Regions from separate parts of the Rattus norvegicus genome. Here region 2 is linked to region 1. Evidence: chromatin contacts called from public Hi-C data. All regions are on one chromosome and are shown on one strand. Each heading gives the region's core, a stretch centred on a gene start, on an enhancer-like site or on the middle of the called end of the contact. The rest is flanking DNA. Distances are from core to core; before and after follow the strand shown.

The links. A called contact is a pair of places that touch in the nucleus more often than the background predicts.
Region 2: a contact with region 1 is called in a Hi-C map of Schwann cells, with 5 times the contacts expected there. The contact joins two enhancer-like sites. A contact is called at or near these places in 8 of 12 Hi-C or Micro-C datasets (the Rat2 cell line, Schwann cells, frontal cortex and 5 more).

Annotation. Positions count from the first base shown.
Region 1 is chr3:175,254,233-175,259,119 of GRCr8, forward strand. Sulf2 (sulfatase 2) reads right to left here. Exons shown (of 21, transcript NM_001034927.1): 6 at 1,585-1,735. Among named protein-coding and RNA genes, the nearest start is that of Sulf2, 67 kb to the right of the region's middle. Within about 2 kb of position 2,844, at least 10 of the 93 cell types and tissues checked have an H3K27ac peak or open chromatin away from gene starts, as enhancers often do. A contact at or near this core is called in Schwann cells, where this site is marked.
Region 2 is chr3:175,516,973-175,522,088 of GRCr8, forward strand. No RefSeq gene overlaps it. Among named protein-coding and RNA genes, the nearest start is that of Sulf2, 200 kb to the left of the region's middle. Within about 2 kb of position 1,524, at least 16 of the 93 cell types and tissues checked have an H3K27ac peak or open chromatin away from gene starts, as enhancers often do. A contact at or near this core is called in Schwann cells, where this site is marked.

The DNA.
Region 1 (4,887 bases), core at 1,594-4,093:
CTCTGGTCTCAGCATATTTCCCATTTCATCCATGTCCTGGGGCAAATCCACTTCTGTGCAAGGCCCCTGGGACTGGACAGGTTATAAGGCCACTGCCCTCAACTGTTCCTTACACTCGTTAAGTTGTGGAAAGTTCCCACGGGGTGAGGGTCTTGGTAGTTTTCTCTCTGGCAGCTGGTAGCTATGTCCCACTTGCGCTGACCCTTAATAAATAACCTTGGATGAATGAATGAATGCATGAATGAATGAAGGAGGGAAGCTGGATGTGGCCAGGGTAGGCATTTATACCCTGAAATAGAGTCCTGCATGAGGGTCTGCAACTGGCCGGCGTGGCTATGGAGCACACGAACTGTGTCTAGCGTGGCCAAGGAATGGACTTTGAATTTTATATCATTTTGATCTAAATTTAGATAGCTATGGATCCCTTTTGAGTAAGCTGTTAGCCCACACAGTGGAATATAATTCCTTAATATCTGAGGTGTGTGTATGAGTACATTCTGTCATGTGTGTGAAAGTCAAGGACAACTTTTGGGAGTCAGATTTCCCGCGCCCGTGGGTCCTGGGGATTCCGGCACAGGCTTCACTATGGGTGAGCCTTGAAAACTGTGTTCTGATGGAAAAAGCCAGTCCCCAAAGGCCATATTTTTATGATCCATGTGTAACGGAATGCCCAGATTATCAGGAAGGGCTTAGTACCTGCAGAGACTGGGGTGACGGTTAAGGGAAGGTGATTTTCCCGCGGGGGGAAGGGGGTGATGAAGATGTTCAAACCTGACAGGAGTAATGGTTGTACAACTCCATGTGAATGCACATGGCGCCGTGCACGTGGCCAAGCTGATGTCAGTGAGCGCTGTGCACGAGGTTTAGCTGATGTCAGCGAGTGCTGTGCACGTGGCTTACTTAGCTGGTTAGAGCGCTTGCCCAGTGTGGACGAGGCCCTGAGTTCAATCCTCAGCAGCGCATAAACCACGTGGCACTCCCTGTCATCTTAGAATGTGGGAAGTGGAGGCAGGAGGATCAGGAATTCCAGGTCATCCTCAGTGACATGGTGAGTGCTAGACCAATGTGGGCTACAGGAGACTCTGTCTTAAAAACAAAACGAACACCCATTGCGTCCTATACTTTATCTGAGGGCATGAGTCACAGCTCAGTAAAGCTACTGTAATTTTAAGTGGGTTTTTGTTATTGTCGTTGTTTGTTTGATTTGCTTTTTTTTTTTTTTTTAAGAAACAAAAGCAGCCAAGCAAATAGTGGTTTTTATATGTAATTCCAGAACTCAGGAGGCTGAGACAAGAGACTCCCCATGGGTCAGAGGCTAGTTTAGCTATTTAGTGAGATCTATGCCTCCCCAGGTTATAAAGAACAAGACTCTATTTTTTTTTTTTTAAAGAAAGAAAAGCAGCAGGTTGCCGTGGCTTTTACCAAGCAGCATAGGCTCATGGGGAAAGTTCAGGAGTCAGAGGCCTTCCCTCTGGATTTATCCAAGCCCCTTTCCCAGGTGGACAGAGTGCTTGACTCTTTGACTTAGGTTTTCAGATTAGGACAGAGGCCTGCTGGGGGGGGGGGGCGAGGGGCGGGGCCTACCGTCTCCATGGAGTCGTCCACAGACATGAGGGTCTGCAGGCGTTTGCGCTGTAGCATGTTGGTGAATTCCATGTGAATGGGCTTCATGGGTCCCGTGTAGCGCATGATCCAGTGCTTGTCTGGGTTGGGTGCATAGTTGTAACTCGGTGTGCTGGTGGCAAACATAAGCAGTCAAGAAAATGTCATGGGCAGCTGGCTCCAGTTGGGGGCAAGTGAACTGGCCTGAGGTGTTAATGGGAGGGGGGTCCCCAAGGGCAGAAAGCCAGCAGCTTGGCATGGGTCTTTCTTTGAGAACGTTCTGGAGTTTACTCATCAACCCTCTCTAGTTGAGAGCCTTCTCAGGCCCAGAACTTGATGCCAAGTCCCCATCCCTGAACTGCACCTTATTTATTTCCCAGCCCTGGGGCACACCCATGGCTGTCACTCTGGTGAAAGGAGGATCACAGGTAGGTGAGCTCTTTGCACTAAGCCTTGGTTTGAGAAAGCAAGGGACGGATGTAAAATTCAGTATGTCACAGCCGCGCACACAGGGCCCACACACTCTGAGAATGTCCACCTTTGGGACACAAGACATGCTTTTGGTTCCTTGTCACAATTATTCTTCCAGTTGCGATTTGATCGTTCTTTGAACTAAGATGGTAAGATCAGGAGGAGTTCAGGGCTTACTTGGACACCGCGAGAGCTTCCCTGGGCAAAAAAGAAAGCCAAAACCAAACCAAAAAACCCCCCAGAAACTGTAAATACAACCCACCAGAAGAGGGCATCGCTCCACCATCCACTGGGTCTCAAAACATGAGCACCCGTTCCCTCAGATTAAGCTGAAATTACAGCCAAGGGTTGTTTCTTGCTTGAGACAGACAGGCTAATCAGAGTGGAGTCTGGAGGGGGATGGGAGGCTGTAATGAGGCAGAGGAGGGCGGGTTTTCTTGTCAGAACAGCCAGTGCTCTCCCCTGCACTGACTCCGGCACTGGCCCTGCCTAGGGACCCCAGCACTCGGTCACATGTCAAAAGGTCTTGTACAGAGATGGTACCATGTCATCTCGCAGTAGTCCCACAGATAGGAAACTGCTACTGTGTGCTTCTGAGGAAGCCAGGGCCTCATGGCTCACCCAGCTCCTGGCAGCCCCCTGCTGCTAAATCCTTCCCAGCCCACATGTTCTTTGATTATGAGAAATGCCCGTGTCCTATGCGGCTGGCCCAGGGCATGACCTGCTTGTAGAGCATTCTTGGAAACAAGCCTCCTTGTCTCAGGGAGCTAGAAGGGGCTGCTGGGGCGGCGTGGGTGGTGACAGAGCCACACAGTCAGCAGGACTATGAGGAAGTCACTCCCTGGGACCCAGTTTAGACTCCAGGATACAATGGCTGTCCCTGACTTCACTAGGAAGTCTATCTGGGAGCCTCCTGCGTGGAGGGTGGCTCAGGTGGCCATGGGAGCCAACGAGTGACTTCCATCAGTCTTTTACTCTGGGAGACAGACTATGGAACTAGAAGTTAGAGAGCTGGGTCCTAACTCAGGGCCTGGGCCAGCCAGCTAGTCACCTGGCCCAGGCTGGGCTCCTCAAACACCTGAAGAAGGTTTGTGTGTCCCTAAAGAGCCTTCAGTTGGCCACCCCCTTTCCTTACTGGAGGTGATGCCCAGAGGCGACCTCCTTCATATCGGCCAGTGAAACCCTTTATACCATGCGTCTCAGAGCAGCAGGCTGTGACGTCACAGATCTTGGGAGGGCTTGCTCCCAGATGTCACATGCTGGAAGATGTGCTGAGGGCTGGCAGGTGTGTGTGTACATGTCTGTGCGGATCTGTGAGCTTTGGTACCTGTATGTTCACCTAGTCATGTGCGTCTCTGTATCTTTGTGCTTGAGCGTATTTGAACGTTTGCATGTGGCTGTTTTGGTGGTGCGTGTCTGTGTTTACCTGTGTTTGTCTCTGTGTGAGTTCTTTTGTGCCTGTTGTCTGTGTCTGCATGTGTACAGTGTGTCTACATATGTGCTGTGTACATGTATCTGTAAACGCCCATGTACATGTGTGAACATGTATGTTTGTGTGCCTGTGTGCATGTGCTGTGTGCCCCATGTTTCTACGTGTCTATATTTCAGCGTCTTGAATGCATGCTTGCATGTGTGTGGTATAGTGGGGGAGGAGAGCCCTGAGAGGACCAAGGGAGGTGAACAGTGCTGGTGGTAGCTCGCTCAGTAATGCTTGTCATAGCACGAAAAGTCTGCTCCAGGAGCAGGGATAAGGCAGGCGCGGTGAGAGTGGGGGATCCCAGCTGAAGGCCCTGCATGACACCATCCATGCAGAACTCTGCCTCCTCTTCACCTCGCCTTGTCATAGTTGCCCTCCTGCAGAACTGTTAGGAGCTGCTGTCTTCCAGGGCAAGAGCCTCCCAGAGCCCCCCCCCCCCCAGGCCTGAGGAGTCTCTGGGTTAGGAAGTCTCTTGCTATTCATTGTCAGTCTGTAATGCCACTTCAAAGGGACAGTGCGGGAGCAGGCAGTGTCCAAGATCACACCCCTCTGGTAGGAACTTGGCCCAGGATGGAGTACTGCTGGCCCCCCTCTCTTGGAAAGAGGGTAGAGAGGCCAGCGAGTGAGGGGAGCTGGGCAGACAGGCACCATTGGTACAGAGGCTGTATGGGGCACTCAAGGTGAGGGTAGCCTGCTGCCCCCCCAAATGCGGTTCATCGTCTCCTGTCAGCCCCTCCCTGAAGTCCAGGGATCAGAAGGCTAACATACCCATAATCCCTCTGAGTGCGGCACACTGTCAGAAAATAATTAGGACTGAGCTGGTGGGGGAGGGTGGCGCATTCTGACCGTAATGAAAATTAAACACCCTGGATGTTAAGGCGGAGTCCAAATTACCCTGTCCTTGCTGCCCTACAATGTTGCAGCGGCGAGGGCTGCTGAGTGTCACTGCTGAGCCTGAGGGAGTCTGAGGCCGAGAAAAGCCAGAACGCTTTTCAGAAAGATGCACTAGCTGATTGGGTGCGGGACTTGGGGGCTGGGCAGTGAGGTGGGAAGCCTAGTGGTGGCTGGATTTGGATCCAGGTCCTGTGGTGTCGCCGAAGCTGGGTGACCTCTGTGTTTCCTCATCTGTAAGATGGGGACACTGAGACAGCATCAACAGTGGCCCTAATGGCCCGCTGCTTGGTCTTCACACTCCTATGAGGGCTTCTCTGATGGCACAGTGAGGTGTGTGCCCTGTGGAGGGAGAAGGGATGGTGGCTTCCATTTTTGCCTCCTTCCCTTTCTGCAGTGCAGCCTGGAGAGGCCCACACAGCAAGTGCTAAGATCTGTGTCAGGAC
Region 2 (5,116 bases), core at 274-2,773, 260 kb after region 1:
GAATCCAGAAACAGGAAAAGGCACAAACATGGGCAAACGTCTCTAAGAACCCAACCTCAGAGTCCCTAGAAAATTCCGAAGCTTTGGCCACGCTGGGCTCACGAGTCAGCACACAGTGACAATTACGTGAACTGTGTGGCGGTCACCCATGGGCCTGGGATCTCTAGTTTGGTGGTACCACCCCTGTTCCCTCGGCTCATTCATGCCCCGTCCCCAGCTGTGGACACAGCAGAGTTTATTCTGCTCCGATTTGCAAAGAACGCTCACCTGTCTTTTTCTTTTTCTTTCTTCCTACCAGTTACTTTCCATGCTCACGCGATCCAGGATCCAGTGTTTAGACAATATTTCTTTATATATACAAAGAAATGAGGCTAAAACACACGCAAAGCTAGGCAGGTCCCTCTCTGCCCACAGGGCTCCTGTAGTATGAAGAGGAGTTTCCTCCTGCGGGCTCAGCCTCTGCCCACCATGTAGAGTGAGTGAGGACACAAGGCCCAGCCGGGAAACAGAGTGGCCGAGCAGAGAAAGGCTGCGTGTGAAGGAGCATGGACCTGGGCAGTGCAAAGCCAGGGCCAAAACCGATCCAGCAGTCATGCCAGGGTGCAGCCTGCACAAATTCAGCAGCTCCTGATAGCATCGTCTACAGGCCTCGACATGCTGACTTGTCTGTGTGTTCATATGTGGGTTCAAGACGGGAGCAGAAGCAAGGTACACACAGGGAAACTGGAGGGGGCAGAGTGGGACAGACTGAAGGACACAGGAGGGGGGGAGGTGAGGGAGGATGCAGTTCTAGAAAGCAAGGAAAAGCAGAGGGAGGTGGGGGCAGAACAAGAGCTGCAGGAGTGGGAGGAGAAATTAGGATCGGGCCACTGAGGTCTCTAGCATTCAATGCTGGTGAGGGTTCACATCCCCAGAATGTTCTAGCAGCTGCTAAGTCAGGTGACAGTAATCCTGGGCTCCAACTGCCAGACTACCAGACCCCATGCCATACACACATCATCCAGGGCCTCTGGGTCTCCTGAGTACAGTTCACTGTGCCCACCCAAGAGACACGAGGCCTGGCATTGTGGAGTCAAAGCCAATGGCTCTCCCCAGGAAGCGGGAGGGACCAGATGTGCTTTTGTGGTCTCCATGGAGACCTGCCAACTAGGCGTCCTCCAAGGGCAGAGGCCTCCGAGCTTTAGTTTTTGACCGGCTTTTGATAGAATGCACACATTTTAAGCAAATCTGCTAGGCACGTGAAAGACCAAGGCGCCCTCCCAGCTACAGGGGCCCCAGCCGACCAGCACACCCAGAGCACCGACAGACAGCCGCGTGGCTGCCTCGATAGCAGTGGGCGTCACAGGTGCAGCTTTTGGGTTCTGCTCCGCTCCACCTGCCATTGTTTAAGCCTGCCAGCTCCGCTTCCAGCAGGAAGGCCCCGTGGCTCTGTCCTGGGTGAGAGGAAGAGTAATGACCTCCATGTGGCTTGAACAGGAAACAAAGCCAACCGGGCGAGAGCAGAGATGACTCAGAGAGTAGGAGTCTATTCATTTAGTCAGCAAAACCCAGGCCTTCTGAGAGCCAAGCCTGAGCAGGCAGCGCACAGTCCCTTCTCTAGGGCGTTGGATGCTCAGACATCAACAGCTGACGGTGACTCCCAGCCGAGGAGACAGAGACCACAGGTTAGAGAATGATGAGGATGAGGGGACAAGAAGAAAAGCAGTTGTGAGCAGTTGACACATGAGAAGGGACCTGAATGAGGAAAAGGAGCCAGATGAGAGTACAGGGAAGAGAGACCCAGGAGAAGGGAACAGCCAGGACGGAGGCTCAGAGTCCCCCAGCTGCTGGGGCACTTGGCCACGAAGATGGAGGATCTCCATCCCTCAGAAGGGCTCCTCCCTTTTTCTTTAAGGGTTTGTGAGGGCTGAGTGCCACAGGATCCCCCTCACACTAACCTGTCTATCAGCTTTCAAACAGGCCCTCTAAAACCCCAGAAGCAGCAGGTCCCTAAGGCCAGCAAGTTCCCAGCATCAGCCCCCATTCCAGGGGCAAAGCTGTTCCCCTCCCCCATGTCTCCTCCCATCAGCTTTACAACAACCCACATGCAGAGAGACGCCAGCTAGGACATCATTGCCCAACCCTTCGCTCTGCTGACAGAGCCTGGCAACTGTGTGTCTGGAGACCACCCCGAACCACCCACAGAAGGTCTCTTGGGAAATCCCTACGCTGGCTCAGCCTTGAGCTGATGGCTTGCTAAGAGCTTCAGACCTAGAAGGATCTGTCCAAAAACCCATATGATTAAAAAACTCCCAGACCTACACTCCCCTCCTGTCCTCTGGGATGAATGACTCTCAGGTGACATTTGGGGTAGTCTGATGGCCCAGGTCATTTTGGTCTGGGGGATGTTCTGTGTCTCTGTCTAGCTGTCCCCTTCCCTCCTCCTTCCCGCTCCTTCTCTTCCTGTCTCACTCCCTTCCTCCACCCCTTGCTTTCCACAGCTCTGAAATCACCAGCAGGGTTTGCAGCCTGGGTTCTTCCCAGATGGGAGGAGCCACTAATTTCATCTCTGCTCATGAAGAGTCAACAGATTCTTATTGGTGATATTGGAATTTGAACATGAAATGTGCCCCATTGGCTATGGGTTTAACTGCTGGGCCCCCGACTGGTGGTACAGTTTAGGAAGGTTAGAGCTGTTGGGAAGTGGAGTCTCGGAGGGGTGGATCCTTGAGGTTTTATAGCCCGGCTCCACGTCTCTGCTTCCTGATACAATGTAACCAGCCAGCCTTCGGTTCCCTGTCTGCTCCCATGCCTTTCCTGTGTCAGTGGAATCATCCTCTCAACCTGTAACCCAGAATAATGTCCCTTAAACGGCTTCTTGTCAGGAGCTGTGAAACAGGGAATGTCACTAATGCGCTTTGAAATACTAATCCCATCTGGGGTCAGCAGAGAGCCCGGGGATTGTGGGTAACAGAGACATTTGTGGACCTTACAGTTATGATCAAGAGCTTCCATGTGGGGATGGATGGCAGAGCCATCTCAGGTCTGTGGAGAGAAAGGGACAAAGAAGCCCTTCCTTAGAGAGCTTACCCTCTTCAGGGGAGTGGGATCATTCACAAACAAGCAAATGATGGCATCACCTCTAGCAGCATGAACAAATGAATGGGCAAATGAATGAATGAATGAATGAATGAATGAATGAATGAATCCTGGGTTTTCACGGCTTTCCGTAAACAAATTTCTTTTCATCCTTCAAGGCTTTCCTCTGTTCCTCCCTGGCAGCCTCCCAACTCCACTGTACCCACGTTTCATCCCGTGCCGCCCGAGCCACCTGCAGCAGCCCTGCAGCCAAATGCCAGCAGAGGGGCTGTAGGATGAGTATGTGTTTGTGTTCAGAAAGTGCGACTGGGATGGGATTGTGTTTATAAGAATTGCATGACAAGTGGATGCATTCGTGTGCATGTCCATGCAGGAGGCTGGGAAGGTGGGGAGCACTGGACTGTATTTTGTGGGTTAGAATGATGTTGTCTTTGGCAAGGTTATGCATGGTAGGTGATTTGGTCTGCAGGTGTGTGTGTGTGTGTGTGTGTGTGTGTGTGTGTGTGTGTGTGTGTGTGCACTCGAGTGTTTAGATCAGCTTTGTAAGTTTGTGGATGAGTGAATTTGCGTGGTTTTTACAAGGGCACCTGTGAGCGCTTAGGTAAAGGTGTGGAAGTATGTTTGTTTGCAAGTATGTGAACATGTGTGTGTGTGTGTGTGATTTCCCTGTTTGACTGACCAAAGGAGACACAGACCACACTGTCCTGCTGGTGGCCCAGAGCTGCAGAGCAAGATAGACTTCTGCCTGGCACTGTCCTCAGAGCAGAGGGGAATAGAAGTGGGGAGAGAGTCCCATAAACCCTGATGGGACACTGTATCCTGCCTCCTGGAGTTCCTGGAACCATTTCAAGGGAAGCCTGAGGTTACCTGTGTAAGCCAAGGATGCACCTGAGGCAGCCAGGTTGCATTTGGCAAGTACCCGCCAATACTCTCCTCTGTGTAGGTCATTAAAGGCCTGAAGTGCCTGCCTCATGGAGGCCACGGCTGCCTTACCTGATCTATCATCAAGGACTCCCTGAGATGGGCGGAACCCACCAGGCTACCTGGCCCTGTTGCTGTGAGCTCTGCCTTGTTAGATCGGCAGCTTGGTCTCTCAGTTTGCTGGTGCCCTTTGTGGACAAAATAAAATGGCTTTGTTTGTGGCGTGATGAAAGCTAGAGGTCTATTCCAATAGTGTGAGGCAACATTTGGACAGTGTTTTACACAGTGCTAGTTGCCAGGGTCACGGTCGCGGTCATGGTCACTGTCATAGGCACAGCCGTGGCAGCATTCCCACTCTCAGACCTGAGCCTCAACCTGAGAATGGTGCTGCCGTAGACTCCATGGTCATGCCTGCCTGCCTCTCCTCTCATATGGCCACCTTAGAGGCCGCAGAAAACTCTTAGGGATTGTTCCCCTGTCCCTTACTTTGGACACCTCTTGTCAGTGGCCCAACAGGCTCTATTCTTTTGAAACTCTGGCTTGCCCAGCATTAATGGAAACTCACTCACTGTCTCCACTTGACACTGGATGCCAGAAGCCTCAGCCCCTGAATCATCTTGATTTCACACACCATCCCTGCCTAATTCGACCTCCACTGTCCCAGAGAATATCAGCAGGTGGGGGAGGCAAACATCAGTCTCAGGCTCGGGGTCCAGGCTTGCTCCTCATACCCTCCTGCCATTTCACCATTTGCAGTTTGCCCTCCCATCCATTCAGAGCCCCAGATTCCAAATCACTGAGATTTCTAAGTCAGAAAAGCCCCCTGGCCAATAAGCTCACTCCTTGTCCAGTTCCTGGGAAGGGCTGGATAGGTGGGTGTGTCCCCTCCATGAAGTCAATGTGCAAATCCCCTGTGGGAACCAGCACAGGGTTTGGGTAGAGATGGTGGGACTGCACCAAGGCTCTGGACTGAGGGGACACAGCTTGTCTCTCCAGGTCCATCCAGGTCACAACCATGGCTGGAAGCAACTTCAGGCACTGTGCTTGGAGTCAGGGATTAGACCTTCACAAGTGTTTGCAGACGACTGCCAGGCTCCGTGCCGTGAGGCTGTGCAAA